Linked DNA regions of Mus musculus: region 1 is linked to region 2. Evidence: chromatin contacts called from public promoter capture Hi-C data. All regions are on one chromosome and are shown on one strand. The core of a region is the stretch at or near the end of the contact, and the rest is flanking DNA. Distances in the headings are between cores, read along the strand shown. Region 1 holds the start of Arid1b (AT rich interactive domain 1B (SWI-like)). Region 2 overlaps Tiam2 (T cell lymphoma invasion and metastasis 2).

What was found. Promoter capture Hi-C pulls out the DNA fragments that hold promoters and counts their contacts.
Region 1: a contact with region 2 is called in a promoter capture Hi-C map of hippocampal neurons, with 5 times the contacts expected there. The contact joins the promoter of Arid1b here to the enhancer-like site in region 2. A contact is called at or near these places in 3 of 39 promoter capture datasets (embryonic stem cells, hippocampal neurons and liver) and 4 of 115 datasets of contacts at active chromatin or transcription factors (astrocytes, embryonic forebrain and embryonic stem cells).

The regions. Positions count from the first base shown.
Region 1 is chr17:4,993,236-4,996,949 of GRCm38.p6, reverse strand. Arid1b (AT rich interactive domain 1B (SWI-like)) reads right to left here and starts at 1,876. Exons shown (of 20, transcript NM_001085355.1): 1 at 458-1,876. The coding sequence starts at 1,855.
Region 2 is chr17:3,493,431-3,497,068 of GRCm38.p6, reverse strand. The region is part of intron 15 of Tiam2 (T cell lymphoma invasion and metastasis 2); the gene reads right to left. Among named protein-coding and RNA genes, the nearest start is that of Cldn20, 37 kb to the left of the region's middle. Within about 2 kb of position 1,343, at least 20 of the 459 cell types and tissues checked have an H3K27ac peak or open chromatin away from gene starts, as enhancers often do. A contact at or near this core is called in hippocampal neurons and liver, where this site is marked.

The DNA of each region.
Region 1 (3,714 bases), core at 627-3,126, 1.5 Mb before region 2:
GCCACGGCTGTCACAAAGCTAACCTCGGTTTTTGGGTTTTTTTTTTTTTTTTTTTTTGGTTTTTTTTTTCCCCCTGCCTCCTCCTCGCAAGGGGAATGGGAAACCGACCGAGGCCCGAAGAGAGAAAGTTCCTCTCTCCCCGCGCCCACTCAGGGCACACCGTGGGCGCCGGCGGAGTCAAGCCGGGCCCCGGAGCCCGCTGCCCCGAGAGCCCTCCCCGGGCGGGCGCGGCCTGGGGCACCGAGGTCCCGTCCCGGGCCTGGCACGGGAGCGCAGCGCGCAGCAAGGGCGCGGGACACCCCGGCTCCCCAGCCCCGCCAGCTCCGGCCCCGGCCCGGCGGCGCCGCGCCCCCGCCACCCCCGCCAACCGCCGGGAAAAGTACCCGGCGAAGAAAGAAAGTCGGGCTCGCGGCGCGAGGCCCGGGCGGAAGCAGGCCCGGCCGGGCGCGGGGGTTACCTGGGATCTGCCCATGGTCGGTCCGGGGGTGCCGGGGCTCATCGCCGGGTGACTCCTTTGTTGCGCGGCCGCCCAGGCCGGGCTGGCAGCGGCGTACTGGGCGCCTAGGTCCTTGCCCAAGCCCATGCCCGCGGCCGCCTGCTGGCCACCCGCCGCCGCCCCCGCCGCCGCCTGGGACTGGGGCTGCGACGGCGGCGGCGGCGCGCTGGAGCTGCTGTAGTCGGGGTAGCTACCGCCGTAGCTCCTCATCATGGGGCTGGGTGAGGTGAGCAGCTGGTTGAGGGTCGGTGTAGCCCCCGACGGGTGCTGGTTCTGGCCGGCGAAGCGCTGGAAGCCCCCCGCCGCCGCCGCCGCGCCGGCGGCCGCCTTGCTGAGGCTCGCGGCCCCGCCGCCCCCGGGGCCCATCATCATGCCGCCGCCCTGCTGCCGCGGGGAGCTCAGCACCCCGTACCCCGAGGACGAGCTCCCATAGCCGCCGCCACCGCCTCCTCCTGCTGCTGCTGCTGCTGCCGCCGCCGCCGCGGCCGCCGCCGCCACAGCTCCGGCTCCTGCTGCCGCTGCCGCTGCTCCTCCTGCTCCTCCTGCTCCTCCTCCTCCTCCACCTCCTCCGCTGCCTCCTCCTCCTCCGCCGCCGCCGCCGCCGCCGCCCGCGCCGGGCCGGCTGTAGCCCGGATAATGGTTGTACTGGCTGTTGGGGTACCCTTCGTGGGAGTTCTGCAGGGGGTCCATGCTGCTGGGGGCCCCGGCGGCGGCAGAGGCGGAGTGCATCATCCCCATCCCGGGGCTTTGTTGTCCGCCATGTTGATCAAAGCAAGGCCCAGCGCGGCCGCCGGGGCCGCCGCTAGCAGGGGCAGCGCTGCCATAGTAATTATTAAACTCCGAGACGGCCGCTGGGCCGCCGCCGCCCCCGGGCACGGCGACCGGCGCGGGCTGCTGCTGCGCGCCCAGGCCCGGGTGCTCATAGCGGCTGCCCGCCGGCTCCCCCATCTTGGGCGGCGCGTCGTCCTCGTCGCCCGGTTTGCTCAGCAGAGGCTGGCCCTGCGGGTCAGCCTGATTGCCCGCGACACTGTCCTTGGCGCCTCCATGTTGCGGCTGCTCCATGTCCGGGCCGGGCTGAGGCGCGCCGCCGCCCGCACCGCCCAGGCTGTTGTTGGCAGTGGGATGCTGCTGCTGCGGCGGTGGCGGCGGCTGCTGCTGCTGTGGCTGCGGCGGCTGCGGCTGCTGGAACTGGTTTAGCTGCTGCTGTAGTGCGTGGTGGTGGTGGAGGTGGTGGAGGTGGTGGGCATGGTGGTGGTGGTGGTGGTGGGCATGGTGGTGGTGGTGCTGCTGATGGGGCGGTGCAGCGGGGGCCTCGCCAACGGCTTTCAGTTTGTGGTTGGGGAGCAGCCCGGTCTCCATGGTCGAGCCGGGGCCCGCCGAGGAGGAAGAGGCCGCGACGGCGGCGGAGGAGGACAGCGCGGCGGCGCTTCCACCCTCCTTGAGAGCCGCCTCGGAGCGGCCGCTCTGCGCGCTGTTGGAGCTGGCGGCCGCCGCGGCGCTCGCGCTATGGGCCATGTTCAGGTCGTGACGGGGGTGCAGGGGGTGGTGGTGCACATTATTCAGGCCGCCGTCGCCGCCCCCCAGGATGGGGCCCGGAGCCGCCACCGCGCCGCGCGCGCCCGTCTCCAGGTCCCGGGCCCCGGGCGCCGGCCGCGGCCCCGAGGGCGCCCGCCGCTCGCCGCTGCCCGCCCGCGCCCGCGCCGCCGCTGCTGCCCGCGCGGCCATGATCGCCGCGGCGTGGCGCGGCCGGGCGGGGTGGGGGGAGACAATGTCCCCACTCGCAGCCGGCCGCCCCTCCTGCGCGCATCCACGCGGCCCGCGGGGAAGCGCGGTGCCCTCCCCACCCCACCCCCCGCAGCCCCGGGCCGCCCGCCGGGGGCGCGCCTTTGCGCTCGGGGGCTCGCGCCCGCTACGGCCTGAACGGGCGGAAAGTTTTTTAGTTCCGCTTGCAATGAAACTTTTCTCTCTCCCTCCCTCACTCTCGCTCGCTCTCTCTCTCTCTCTTTTTCCCCCCTCTCTAACCCGGATATGGGGGGGGGGGGGAAATGCACGACTTGCCTGAGCCTAATCGGGCCCAGCGCGGCGTGAGGGAGCCGAGCGAGCCGGAGCAACTATTATCCGCTTCTCTCCGAGGGCTGCTGCGCACTCGCAAAACGCGGACTGGACTCGGCCCCGGGCGCCGCCGCTGAGCGCACGTTCGCCCGCCAGCTCGCCCCGCTCACCCGGCTGGTCTCGCCCGGCCTGGCGCGGAGGGCCCGGCCCGGGGGAGCGAGGGGAGGGGGGGGGGAACCGGCTGCCGGCGCTCGGGGCCCGAAGCTGCTCGGTCCCCTCGTGCCTCCGGTCTCCCTGCCAACCCGCGCGCGGCCCTGTGTTTGTTTTCACGTCTAAAGGGAGCGGTACGAAGGTGGAAAACGAGTCTGAAGAGCAGACAAAAGAGGGAGAAGGGGCTGGGAAGCAAAGTTGTCTGTTGGGCCTCAGAGGTGGCGAGGAGCCGGTGGAGAAGAGAAACACTCAGGCAGGCCGGGCAAAAGCACTCGGTCTCTCTCAGGAGTTATGTAATTTTTCACAACCTTGGCCTCTGCGCCTGAATTTCAGGCCATCGGCTTAATTCCCACAACTTCATCCAACTGAGAAATTATGAAAGACTTAAGTGAAGGTTAAGCAGCAAAGACTGCTGTGCCGTGTACACAGCAGGCACTCAATAATTGCTTATGATTCACCACTCCGATCTAAGGTGGTGTTTATATAACTCTTTTTAAAGGCACCGGAAGTAGGTATGAAAACTCCTAGCGTTCCCCATGGAGTATTTTTCTTATAATGCGTTTGGGTGTCCTCGAGTGTGTAGTGTTAGCTCCACACAGCATTCAGGGGACGTTTAACCATTGGTGCAAAACCAGTGCCGGCTAAGGTTTATCTTGGGTCTTCATAAATCTAAGGACGACTTTCATCATATTTCAGAGGTTAATGTGTGCAATTAACCCTCTTGATATGAGTTCACTTCTAAGTAATGGGAAACAAAACCAAATAGATGTATTTAATAAACATAAAATCAATAATAATGCAAACAGTCTAATCCCAAAGCAGAAATATGCAGTACTTGCCCAGTTTTTAAAAGGTGCCTATTGTTTTAGCAGAATAATGTTTTACACATTATTATCATGGAGTAACTAATCTCTGACTGCCTCTGGTATCCAGACTTCTTTACCTAAGCAACAGCT
Region 2 (3,638 bases), core at 94-2,593:
TCTGTGCTTCATCACTCATGTCTCTAACTTACAGAAAGAGCTAATATTACCAACATGACTGACACAGTAGATCTGGTGCCCCCAGCTGACAGGAGACTGCCCCAGAAAGGCTGATAAGCATCGGAGTGAGGACCACCTCCAGACTTCCCCCGAACAGCAGGGTCAGAGGTCTAAATTACATTTTGTGAGGCCCCTGACTAGCGAGCCTACAGGCAACATGGCGATGCCTCAGCAGAATGGGGCTGAGATGACCAGTGATATCTGTCAAACCATTTGTCTTACAGTAGTAACAGTGAAACAATGGGCAAGCCTGAAAATGGAACTCTGTTGGTAGACTGTATTATGCAGCATGGAGAAAGCCCTGGGTTCTATCCCCAATATCCCATAAACAGGAATGCTGGGCCCACACCTGTTATCCAAGCACTCCAGAAGGGGTGGCAGGTGAATCAGAGGTTCAAGGTCATATGGGCTACATGAGACCCTGCCTAAATAGAGAAAGAAGAAACAACTCAAGAGAATGACATTCTTGTCTTTAATAAAGAGAGCAAACAACAAATAGAGTACATCAAAATGGCCTGCCCCCTCCCCTGCCACCCAACCAGAGTTCTGGCCGTAACGAGACAAAAAGAGATGGTAAGCTATGAAATTAACAGTCAAATAAATTACAGTATGGAAATGCAATGCAAGTCACGGCAGCTACCTGTGGTGGAAGACACCTACTGTCCAAAGGAGGACAGGATTTGTTAGTGAGAGAAAGGGACCTGTGTTGCCAGGGATGCTAGTTAATAAATAGCTCTTATTGAGTGTTAGAGTTCCAGTTTAAGCAACACAGAGCAGAGGTGAATATGCTTGGCTGAATTCCAATAAAACTTTATTGATAATAATAGCCAGCAGACTGGATTTGACCCACAGGACACAATTTGGTGACACCTCTCCCTCTTGAATGGTCCTCTTTTAATTAGTTGTTCTAGAGTAGGATTATGGAAGTCTCTTGTATACATGGGTGTTGTGTTTGGCACCAAGCAGCTATCTCGTTCCTCATGAACAAATCCGGTAAAGAAACCCAGTACCAAGCCAGGAGACACTGATAGACTGGCCATCCACTGCAGCCTCTGTAGGAGGAACATTCAGACATAGTGTTTTATGGGAAAAGAGGTGTTTGGCTGTACTGAAAGACTGCTTACTCCTTGAAAGGTCCTTGGCAGAGGGATCTTCTCTTCTTTATTCCTGAATCCTGACCAGACTGCTGTTAAATAAGGAAACCAAGCAGAAGGCAGGCAACAAGGACCCAAGCAGCCTTGGCACCTCTCCTGTTACCAGGAGCTTCTGGGCTGTTCCTGTTCCAGGAGCAGGGTGCCTGCCTGGGGCTAAGGGGTGGGAAGCCATGTGGAGGCATCCATCCTCCCTCTCCCTACACCGTATCTGCTTCCTCTTCCTTCTCAGAATGTGTCCCCAAGTTGCCCTGGGCTGCTTTTCCTACGGAGGCTGCATGTGTCCTCCCCCACTCTGGGTCAATTTTACTTTGCCCTGTTCTGATACCCGTTGCAGCTGCAGCACTCCTGCCCAGCCCTCCTCCCCATTCCTCTTCCATGTTTCGCCCATGGCTCCCAGCCTCTCCTGTTTGAGATGCTGTGGGTTGTCATGTCCTAGTCACCATTCGGTGTGGCCAGAGGAGGAGCTTCACGGAAAATTTCTGATGAAATTGGATGGCTTTGGCTCGTCCTTTGAGGCAACCAAAAAAAAATATATATATATATATATATATCCTTTCGTAATTTTGAAGATAAAAGAAGTTGAGACTTTAGACTCTAGAGATGACTCTGCCCACTGGAAAAGCACTTTCAGTGGGAGCCCGAGGACCTGAGTTCAAATCCCCAGTATTTCTGTAAAGCCAGATGCAGTACTGTGTGTCTGGAACCCAGGGCTGGTATGGCAAGACAGGAAGCAGAATTCCTGGAAGCTCATGAGGCAGCTAAGAAGGGGTATGCACCAGGAAAAAGCAAACAAGCAAACAAAACCCCAAAACAACAACAACACAGTTCCCCTGAAAAACAAACAACAACAGAATCCCCAAACAACCAAGACACTATGTATCAAATAAGATGTTGGCTGAGAACTGACACTCAAGGTTGTCCTCTGACTTTGCATTCATGTCATTTACACATGTGTGCACTCACTTTCACGTATGTGCAACACACACAGATTATAAAAGAAAATGACAGTTTGCTGGGCAGTAGGTTTCACTGAGCCCTAGCCTGTACAGCGCCTATACTTAGTGGGTTATTCATACACATTTTTCCCCTCATTTTCCTCCTCCAAGTCACCTATAGTATGTGATCTTCACGGATAGGAACTGAGTCAGGGAGAAGTTAGTTATGGTCACTTAGGTGCTTGCTATGCCAGGGTTTTAACTCCACAGCCTGCCTCTCCTAACCCCCCTTCTCTCTCTCTCTCTCTCTCTCTCTCTCTCTCTCTCTCTCTCTCTCTCTCTCTCTCTCTGTGTGTGTGTGTGTGTGTGTGTGTGTGTGTGTGTGTGTGTGTATCACCTTCCTTAAGAGAGACATTTGTTTGAGGACATGGCCCAGAGACCAAGAAGCCAGAAACTTTGGGTTCTGGCTGCAAGCTGGAGGAAAGAAGAGGAGAGGCCAGGAGGATCAGTGTTCAAGGCCTTTGCCTTGCTGTTCTGGACATGGGCCCTGCAGGTGGCAGGAACCAATTGCTTGGCATACTATACCAAGACTGCAAAACCCAGGGCCAGGTCTGTTCTCTGCTTGTAACTGCTATTCCATGACTTCCTCTCTTTGGCAGAAAGGTTACTACCTAGTGTTTCCCATACCTCTGGGCGAAGAGAGGCCCTATCTCTTTCTTCCCACATCCACCTGTGTGACCTGTCTCAGGCTCCCCACCACCCCCATCCCCACACTGGCCCTCAGTTCCTGCAAAGTCCCCACCCCCCTGAACCAATGTTAGACTTTATTTCTCTGTAGTCACAGTTCTGTGTTCACGTCCCTGGCCTCATCTATCCAAGACAGCTTCCTCTGTCGGTTTCCACAGGTCACGCGGGGATGCCTTTCTAGCTGCATCCAAGGCCCTGTGAGGGGAGAGTGAGTCAGACCCACAGATCAGACATCCGTTTGCAAATCAAACATCTTGTGGAGCCTTTTTTGCCTCGAATCATTTTTTTCTTTTGTAAAATAACAGGAAATGATTCTATTTAGAAAAAAATTAAAAATTCAACTACTATAAAAATGAGATCATTCAGATAAGCTGAAAGATTAAAATTAAAATAACTTGAAATGCAGTGTTAAACATACACACATATACACATGCATACATTATTGCATTTAATAAAAATCTACTCATGCATATTAATACATAGGATATATATATATATATACACACACACATATATACATGTATATATACATATATGTGCAGAGCCCTGACTGTGGAATGGTAGTATCTTCCCAACTCCCAAGGTTAGAGGGAGGGCAATATTAGCCAAAGCACTGTGTGGGGAGTTCCTTAGTGAAGACCTGTCCCCTTGGTGATGGGTCTTTAGATTAATTTGGATTCTGACAGATCTGTAGGTTATATTGATTCCATGTAATGTGACCCCACACAAAGACAGCACACAT